2 separate regions of the Canis lupus genome follow, and region 1 is linked to region 2. The links are chromatin contacts, called in public Hi-C maps. All regions are on one chromosome and are shown on one strand. Each heading gives the region's core, a stretch centred on a gene start, on an enhancer-like site or on the middle of the called end of the contact. The rest is flanking DNA. Distances are from core to core; before and after follow the strand shown. Region 1 holds the start of ZEB2 (zinc finger E-box-binding homeobox 2). Region 2 overlaps GTDC1 (glycosyltransferase-like domain-containing protein 1).

Evidence for each region. A called contact is a pair of places that touch in the nucleus more often than the background predicts.
Region 1: a Hi-C map of amygdala shows a contact between it and region 2, with 4 times the contacts expected there. The contact joins the promoter of ZEB2 here to the enhancer-like site in region 2. A contact is called at or near these places in 2 of 9 Hi-C or Micro-C datasets (amygdala and skin fibroblasts).

What each region holds. Positions count from the first base shown.
Region 1 is chr19:48,198,750-48,202,444 of UU_Cfam_GSD_1.0, reverse strand. ZEB2 (zinc finger E-box-binding homeobox 2) reads left to right here and starts at 2,043. Exons shown (of 10, transcript XM_038565130.1): 1 at 2,043-2,564; 2 at 3,536-3,677. The coding sequence starts at 2,550. LOC119864491 (a long non-coding RNA gene) reads right to left here and starts at 3,004. Exons shown (of 4, transcript XR_005374283.1): 1 at 2,909-3,004; 2 at 2,044-2,291; 3 at 320-470; 4 at 1-215.
Region 2 is chr19:47,615,779-47,619,395 of UU_Cfam_GSD_1.0, reverse strand. GTDC1 (glycosyltransferase-like domain-containing protein 1) reads left to right here. Exons shown (of 11, transcript XM_038565123.1): 11 at 69-2,550. The coding sequence ends at 95. Among named protein-coding and RNA genes, the nearest start is that of GTDC1, 390 kb to the left of the region's middle. Within about 2 kb of position 1,670, at least 3 of the 20 cell types and tissues checked have an H3K27ac peak or open chromatin away from gene starts, as enhancers often do.

The DNA of each region.
Region 1 (3,695 bases), core at 794-3,293, 580 kb before region 2:
AGGCGAGAGGGAGGGAGAGAGGAAGGGAGGGAGGTGGAATTTCATTTCTTCCACTAAAGCGTTTGCGGAGACTTCAAGGTATAATCTATCCCAGATCCTTTCCCAGAGAGAAACTTGGCGATCACGTTTTCACATGATGCTCACGCTCAGGGCGCTTCAATTATCCCTCCCCACAAAGATAGGTGGCGCGTGTTTCAGGGTCTCTCCTCTCTCTCCTACAGAAAAGAAAAAGAAAAAAATGTCATTAGAAGAGGCGTAACACGTCAGTCCGTCCCCAGGTTTGTGTTTCCTGGAGTGGCCGAAAGAGATCAGTTCTAACCTGCTCCGCAGGAATAACGGTCCTGCCTCCCGACACTCTTGGCGAGGTTTTGTACAGTTTGCTCCGGGAGCTGTTTCTTCGCTTCCACCTTTTTCTCCCCCACACTTCGCGGCTTCTTCATGCTTTTTCTTCTCACCATTTCTGGCCAAAACTACAAACAAGACTTCGCAGGTAGGTTTTTTTTTTTTTTTTCTTCTCTCTCTCTCTCTTTCTCTCTCTCTCCCCCCTTTCTCTCTTTTTTATTCCTTTTTGGTACGGTCATCCCCCCCCCACCCTCCTTTTATGATTTTTTTTTTCCTCCTTTTAAGTGGGGATGGGAGTCTGGAGTGAGAAGGAGTGTCCGTGGGCAGGAATTTCAGGTGGGTTTAGCTCCTTTATGGCAAGCTTTTCCCAAGAGTGACTTCGTGGATTTCTCTGGCACTCCCGCTCCCTCTCCCTGCTTTCCTCTCCCTTTTCCTCCTCCAAATAATTTGCCCTGTACCTGTCCATTCAGGTAACCAAAGGTGCCTTTTGCTACCCAGCCGAGGAAAAGTTTTATTGAGAACTACATGGTGGAAGGAAAACTCCTCCAGGGGGAGAGAATCTAACCCTGTTTTGTTTTTTTTTGTGGGTTTTTTTTTCTTTTTTTTTTTTTTTTTTTTTTTGCATCTAGCTCCAGTACATTGTATTCAGCAATTAAAACTTGGCAGATAACCTGTTAGTAATGACAAAACTTGATCGATACAAACCCACCAAATTCAGGGGCATGTCTTTCTCTTAGATATGGCACTGCATCCTCTCCCACCGGAGAAGGCTGTTTTCTAAGCAGAAAGTTGCCTGTTTTTGTCTGCTTAGCGAGTTTCATTTCTTTATTTTATTCTTTGTGTGTGTATGTATGTGAAGTAACACCTCATTTCTGTGATGATAAATAAAGAAGTGAAAGTCCTCATGGAACTTGAGTCGTTTACCAAAGTGTGTATGTGGGGTGGGGGGTGGGGGGTCACTACAGCTGGGAAGAAAGCTGCTGTCAGGATATCAGAGTTGTAAATTAAGGGTAACTTTTGGAATTGTGTTTTAAATGGCAAAGTAATAGAGACGTGGATCGAGCAGGAGACACATGCACACACATATCCCATTCCCTACTTTGGCACCGAAAAGTCGAGAGAGAGATAGCAGGAGTTCCCAGGAACAGTGATGAGCCCGGCTAACGTGAATGTGTTTATCTCCCACCTACTTATATATTTTCCATGCTCCCCCTGTAATGATGAAGGCAAGATTACTAACTCCAGAGTTAGAAATAACAGGCAGAAGATAAAGTTTACAGCACAAATGCCCTGTCTCTCTCCCTCTCTCTCTCTCTCTCTCTCTCTCTCTCACACACACACACACACACACACACACACACACACACAGGCTCATAAAACTAGCAGCTTACTTTATTAAACATGTATTTATATGCAATCGTGTGTAAGTCTCAGCATGAATACAGACAGGCCAGCTGTTTCATCCCAGACACTTGTGTGACCGTTTCCTGATTTCAGGATTTTTCCCAACAATTTCAAATCAATAGGAGAGCCAGGAAATGACAAAATGTGTCAGACTTAAAAGTCACCCTCTATGCCTAGGTTAAATTCAAGGTGCTTTCTAAACCATCCACTTCCCCTTCTCTCTGCCTCGCCGCCCCCCCCCCCCCCACTAACCACCACCACACTCCTCTCAGCAAATGTGTGGAAACTGATACTCACTTTCCAGGTTTTCTGCAAAGCTTTGAGCACAGGAGACAATAGGTGCGGGGCGTGGGGACTGAGTGTGCCCGGCAGAGGAAGGGTTAATGGCCCTTGTGTTACAGTTTGCATCTGTTACATCTTTTATAGCCCCTGTTTAAACTAATCCTCGAGGCACAGCATCTTCCCAACCTCCACCGAGTTTCGGGATTCTCCACCTCTGCTGCCTGCCTCCGAGGTTCCCCTTCTCCAAGTTTTGACAGTTTCAGCTGAAGGGGAAAAAAAAAAAAAAAAAATGCAGCGCCTCTCTCGATTTTTAGGTACAAAAGTTTCGAAGCCAGAAAGGATACGATCATTTAAGTAGAGCTTCAAAGTATTGCCGTAGCGGTTGGACTTTCTCTTTCCTTTCTTGAGGGGATAGAAGAAAAAAAAAAAAGAAAGAAAGAAAGAAAGAAAAGAAAAGGAAAGAAAAAAAAAAGAAAGAGAAATTCTACTGGAAGTATTTAAGGGAAGCAGTGTAGGGGAGCATGTGTGTGAATGAGGTGGGGGAAAATACTTAAGTAAATATTGTCAAAGTGGCGGTGGGGGGGGAGGTGTGTAGGGGTGTGTGTGTGTGTGTGTGTGTGTGTGTGTGTGTGTGTAGGGGGGAGGTGGGAAGCGCTGGTGTCCAAAGAGGCTTATAATTATACTTCTTATTTCGGCGTGAAATGGGAAATCTTAATTTGGGGGCGGGGGACCGGGGTGGCGGTGGGTGTGTGTGTGGGGTGTGGGGGGGATGGAGACAGCCTCGATGGACTCCCGGGGAGGGGAGGGGAGCGGAGGGGAGCGGAGGGGAGCGCAGGGAGGGAGGGAGGGGGCGCGGGGCGAGCGGGCTCCCCATAATTACTGTTATCAATTTGCCCGAGTGTGCTTCATCCGGGGGCTGTTGTTTGTTTGTTTGTGTGTCTCCTCCGGGGGGGACGGGGTTGTGTGTGGGGGTGGGGGGGCGCGCGGGATGGGGACGCGAGCGCGAGGCAGGCCGGCGTCGCCCCGGGTCGCGGGGCGGGGGGGCGGGGGGGGTGCGCGGGGCGGGGGGGGGTGCGCGGGGCGGGGGCGGGGGCCGGGCCGGGCCGGGCCGGGCCGGGGTCGGTCGGTGGCGCGGCGGGGCCCCGGGGGGCGCGGCGGCGGGTCCGGGGCCGGGTCCGGGTCCGGGGCTCCGGGGCCCCCCTCGCGGGCGCAGCGCGGCGCCCAGGAACGCACACAAAGCGCCTCGGGGCCCGCGGGGGGCGGGGTGGGGTGGGGGTGGGGGTGGGGGGTGGGGGTGGGGGGGGGCGGGGGGCGGGGAGGGGGCCGCCGAAGTTTCGCTTTGGCGCAGGGGTGGGTGCCGGGCGCCGGGCGCCGGGTGCCGGGTGCCGGGTGCCGGGTGCCGGGGCCGGGGGGGGCGCTGGCCGGGCCGGCCTGTCCCCGGGCGGCGGCGGCGGCGGCGGCGGCGGCGGCGCGGCGATGCCCACACTGTCGCTGTTTGGTTTGCTAGATCGAGCCTGCGTGCTGCCGGAGCAGGGCGCCGAGTCCATGCGAGCTGCCATCTGATCCGCGCTTATCAATGAAGCAGCCGATCATGGCGGATGGCCCCCGGTGCAAGAGGCGCAAACAAGCCAATCCCAGGAGGAAGAACGGTAAGAAGCGGCCCGGAC
Region 2 (3,617 bases), core at 421-2,920:
TTGGGGTCAGTGTCTTCAGGGATCCTCCTATTATCATTACCTAAGTGATTCCCTCTTCTCTCTTGCAGCTCTATGGTTATGAGTTTCAACCCTAAGACAGGATCATAATTCTTCTCATAAACGGATAGAAGGAACTGATGATTCGTGGGAGATGATCTAAGAGGCTTTGTTTTACTCTCCTCAATTACTGCATTTAAACAGTGGACCTAAGGTGATGTGCTGGAAGCCACTTCTGGGAATGCTTGTGTGATACCTTTCTCCAAGAAGTTGAAATCCTTTATATTTAAAAATTTAATATTTCCATTATTTCCCCAATGAGAAAACCAAGGGATCCTATAATGGCACACTTAGGAGCCAGACTATGTTGTAGAAACAGAGACTTGTTGTATAAGCCTCCCTCCCATGGGAGATAATGTCCCCGTCACCCGTGTGTCTTTCAGGAAGCACCAAGGTCAGTGAGCATGACTGCTGGACCCCTAGGCAAGGGAGTGCGGAGGGTAGCAGGGGGATGCTTCATGACCCACATGGCTGGTCTTAAAAAGAGGCATGAGAGACCATGCCGTGAGGCCAATGTTTTAAGTGTCTGGATTATTACTATTATTGCACAGGCCTCAACAGCCACCATGGGCCTGCCACTCCCTGTGGTCTTTCCACTCAGCTGCCCTTATACCCGTAACTTTCCTGGCCCTCCTGGTCAGCATTTGTTTTTGAAGCCTGTGGGGAGACTGAGGCCCTAACAAGAAGCCGAGTTGCCGTGGCTCCCGTGCCAGTAGAGGCAGGTCTAGAACAACCTCGGGCAGAAGTCAGTCCAATTGGTCGAGACCACCATCCCTTAAAGGAGGAGAAGAGGCAAAGCTCTCTCTCCACCCTCTTCCCCTCTTTCCTCCTCCTGCTGCCCTTACCAGCAGAGGGAATGTGGATTAATCAGTTGCCAGGACCTGTCCATAGACTGGTTTTGTGTCACTCGTGGTCGCATTTGTATTCCAAGTGGCCACAAGGGGAAGAATGTACAAGAATCCATTCCCGGTACTGAAAATCTCAGACTGTGGCACGTGCAAGCCTTCGGACAGCCGAACCTTCCCTGTGGCCTTTGATGACATACGGCGGTGACGGTCCTCCACGCATCGAAGGCTGGCCCTTCGTGCGGCCCCCACGATCTCACCGGTTGCAAAGGGCCGAGGACAGAGGGAGCAGGTGCATGGGCCGCAGGAGCACCTTTACTTGTGAAGCAAAGGAGTGCTTCCTCTCATCCCAAATAGATAACCCAGAAATTACATCCTGAAACTTATTTCCCCGGAAAGAAAAGGAAGGGGAGGGATAACTGCAAAAGAAGATCCTTCTAATATGGTATTAGACTGTAATTCATAGGGAAATTTATGCCTGAGATATGAATTTCTGAAAATAGGGGTTTTTTTTCAAAGGAAACACTGACACATCCTTAATTATAGAGTAATAAATACCAATGGTATATTATCTTCTGATATTTCCTTACACAGATCTCAAAGCATGCAGCTGTTTTTGAAAACTGATAATCAAGTACAATATCAGTATATCACATCTTGTGCTTACAACACACCCTTCAACCAGACAACCTCACGGAGCCCGAAACAGTGAGTCCGGGGCTGCTCATAGCACAAGCCTAACTGAACCAATTAGCCTCGAATCGTAACGTTAAGAATCACAGTCGCACCGAGGTGCCTGTCCTTGCCAGGAAAAGGCAAAGCGCATGCCAAGGGAAAAAGCCTCTGCTTCAGGATCATGGAGGCAGCTCTCAAAAGCCAGCATAACTTAATGATCAATCAGAAAAATCTAGAGCAGTAACTCCTTAAGTGAAGGATACATAAAAACTGTACAAAGCATTAATAGTGCATGGGGAGGTAGAACAGGATTTTATCAGAAAGTATGAGGCTCTTAGAAAGCTCCATGGGCTGCTTCCAATCCAGGCAGCAAAAGACAGACAAACATGGTCAAAGAAAAGTACGTGGACAAACGCGGGGGGCAGGAGAGGAAATGAAGGTTACACAAGGCCAATGTGATTCAGAAGGAAAGGGAGGGAGGAAAGCCGAAGGAGCCAGCTGCAATTACTAAATGTTACATTAGCAAGAGCTGAAATTGAGAGGGGGAGGTCTGGGTATTTTACTAAGTGGATTAACGTCCTCTTCTTTGGGTGTCTGAAGTTGCAGATTTTAATTTATTTGGTGCAGGGTTTTATTGTGAAACTCTTAATGGGGTGGAGGGATAAACAGGGACAATTATAAACAGAGAGTAGGAAAGGGGAACATGAAATGGTGTTTTTTTTCTTTTTTTAATAAATTCAACTAAAATAAACACAGGGTTTGAAGCTATGGACAAAGGTAAATAGTCAACAAAATATTTATTTAGTTGACTGTGATAGCACTCAAAGGAGAATTAGAGGTACCTACAAAAAAAAAAAAAAAAACCAAGAGGACAAAACGCCCCCTGAAATGTGTCAAGCCAAGGATTTTCAGTGGCTTAGGGGCTCTCCTTTCTCCACCCGTTTAAAAAAATAAATCATAACTTCGGCATTTAGAAACCTAGTCATGAACATCATTTATTAATATAAACTTAATCCTGTGCTGTTCTTTGGTGGGTGGTAAAAACATGAACTAAACAACTGGCCTAAAACACGATGATTCTCTCAAATGCTGGGAAGCTATAAGGAAAGAGAAACTCCGGCTGTGTATGCTCTTTCACCTTCTTTATTTTACTGGAAGGATAAAGTCAAAAGGTGGGGAGGGCAGAGCCAAAGCACATGAGGCCTAGAAGAAGCTTGCAGGAGATTTTTAAAGTTTTCCTAATCGTGTACCAGAAGAGGAGATGGGCTTGGGACCTAGTGTGATTTCTATCCTTTTTTGACTCTGCTAAACTACTAACTACCACTTCTGGGGAAGGTGGGAAATAAGGAAGGTTCTGTGCTTTCTGCAACTGAAGAGACCAGGGCAGAAACTTAACCGTGTCCCCACCCTGAGGGTAACTGTCCTGTGGCTGGCAACCAGTCCCCCAAAATTCTGGGTTCAAGCATTTGAGGGGCTGATAACATTAGGAATCATTTAAACTGAAGGTATGGATCAGCAGGTATTTATTTGAGAATCACTGACATGCAGCTCTGGAGCTTGAGCGCAGAGAGCGTTATTTGGGGTGTGGGCAAATCACCTCTCTGGAACCACATGAAAAGACACTTTGAAAAGAATTGTAGAATGCTGGGGGGTGGGGGGGTGGGAATGACCCTGGCGAAAAATACGAATGAAAAAAAAAATGGAAAAATATCCTCTACAGAGAGGAAGATGCATAAGATGACCCAACAAGGTGGCCTTGTTGCCTTCCACCTGCTGCATCAATTCTATCAGTAAACAGATTCCCAACAAGGAGGCGAAGGTCCATGTCTAAAGGTAACGCAACAACCGGAGGGAAGAAACACAGAAGAGGACCTGGCGGTGGGACAGGGTGGCCCCCAGAGGTCACCTAACTGCAGGGTCAGAAAGGGGGGGGGCGCAGAACTAGAGCTTTGTGCTGTGAGTAGATGCTGGACTCAACACTTCTCCATGGATGGAGAAGGCCGGCTGTTGCGGGGTCACCGCCGGTTCTGGGATGCTCCT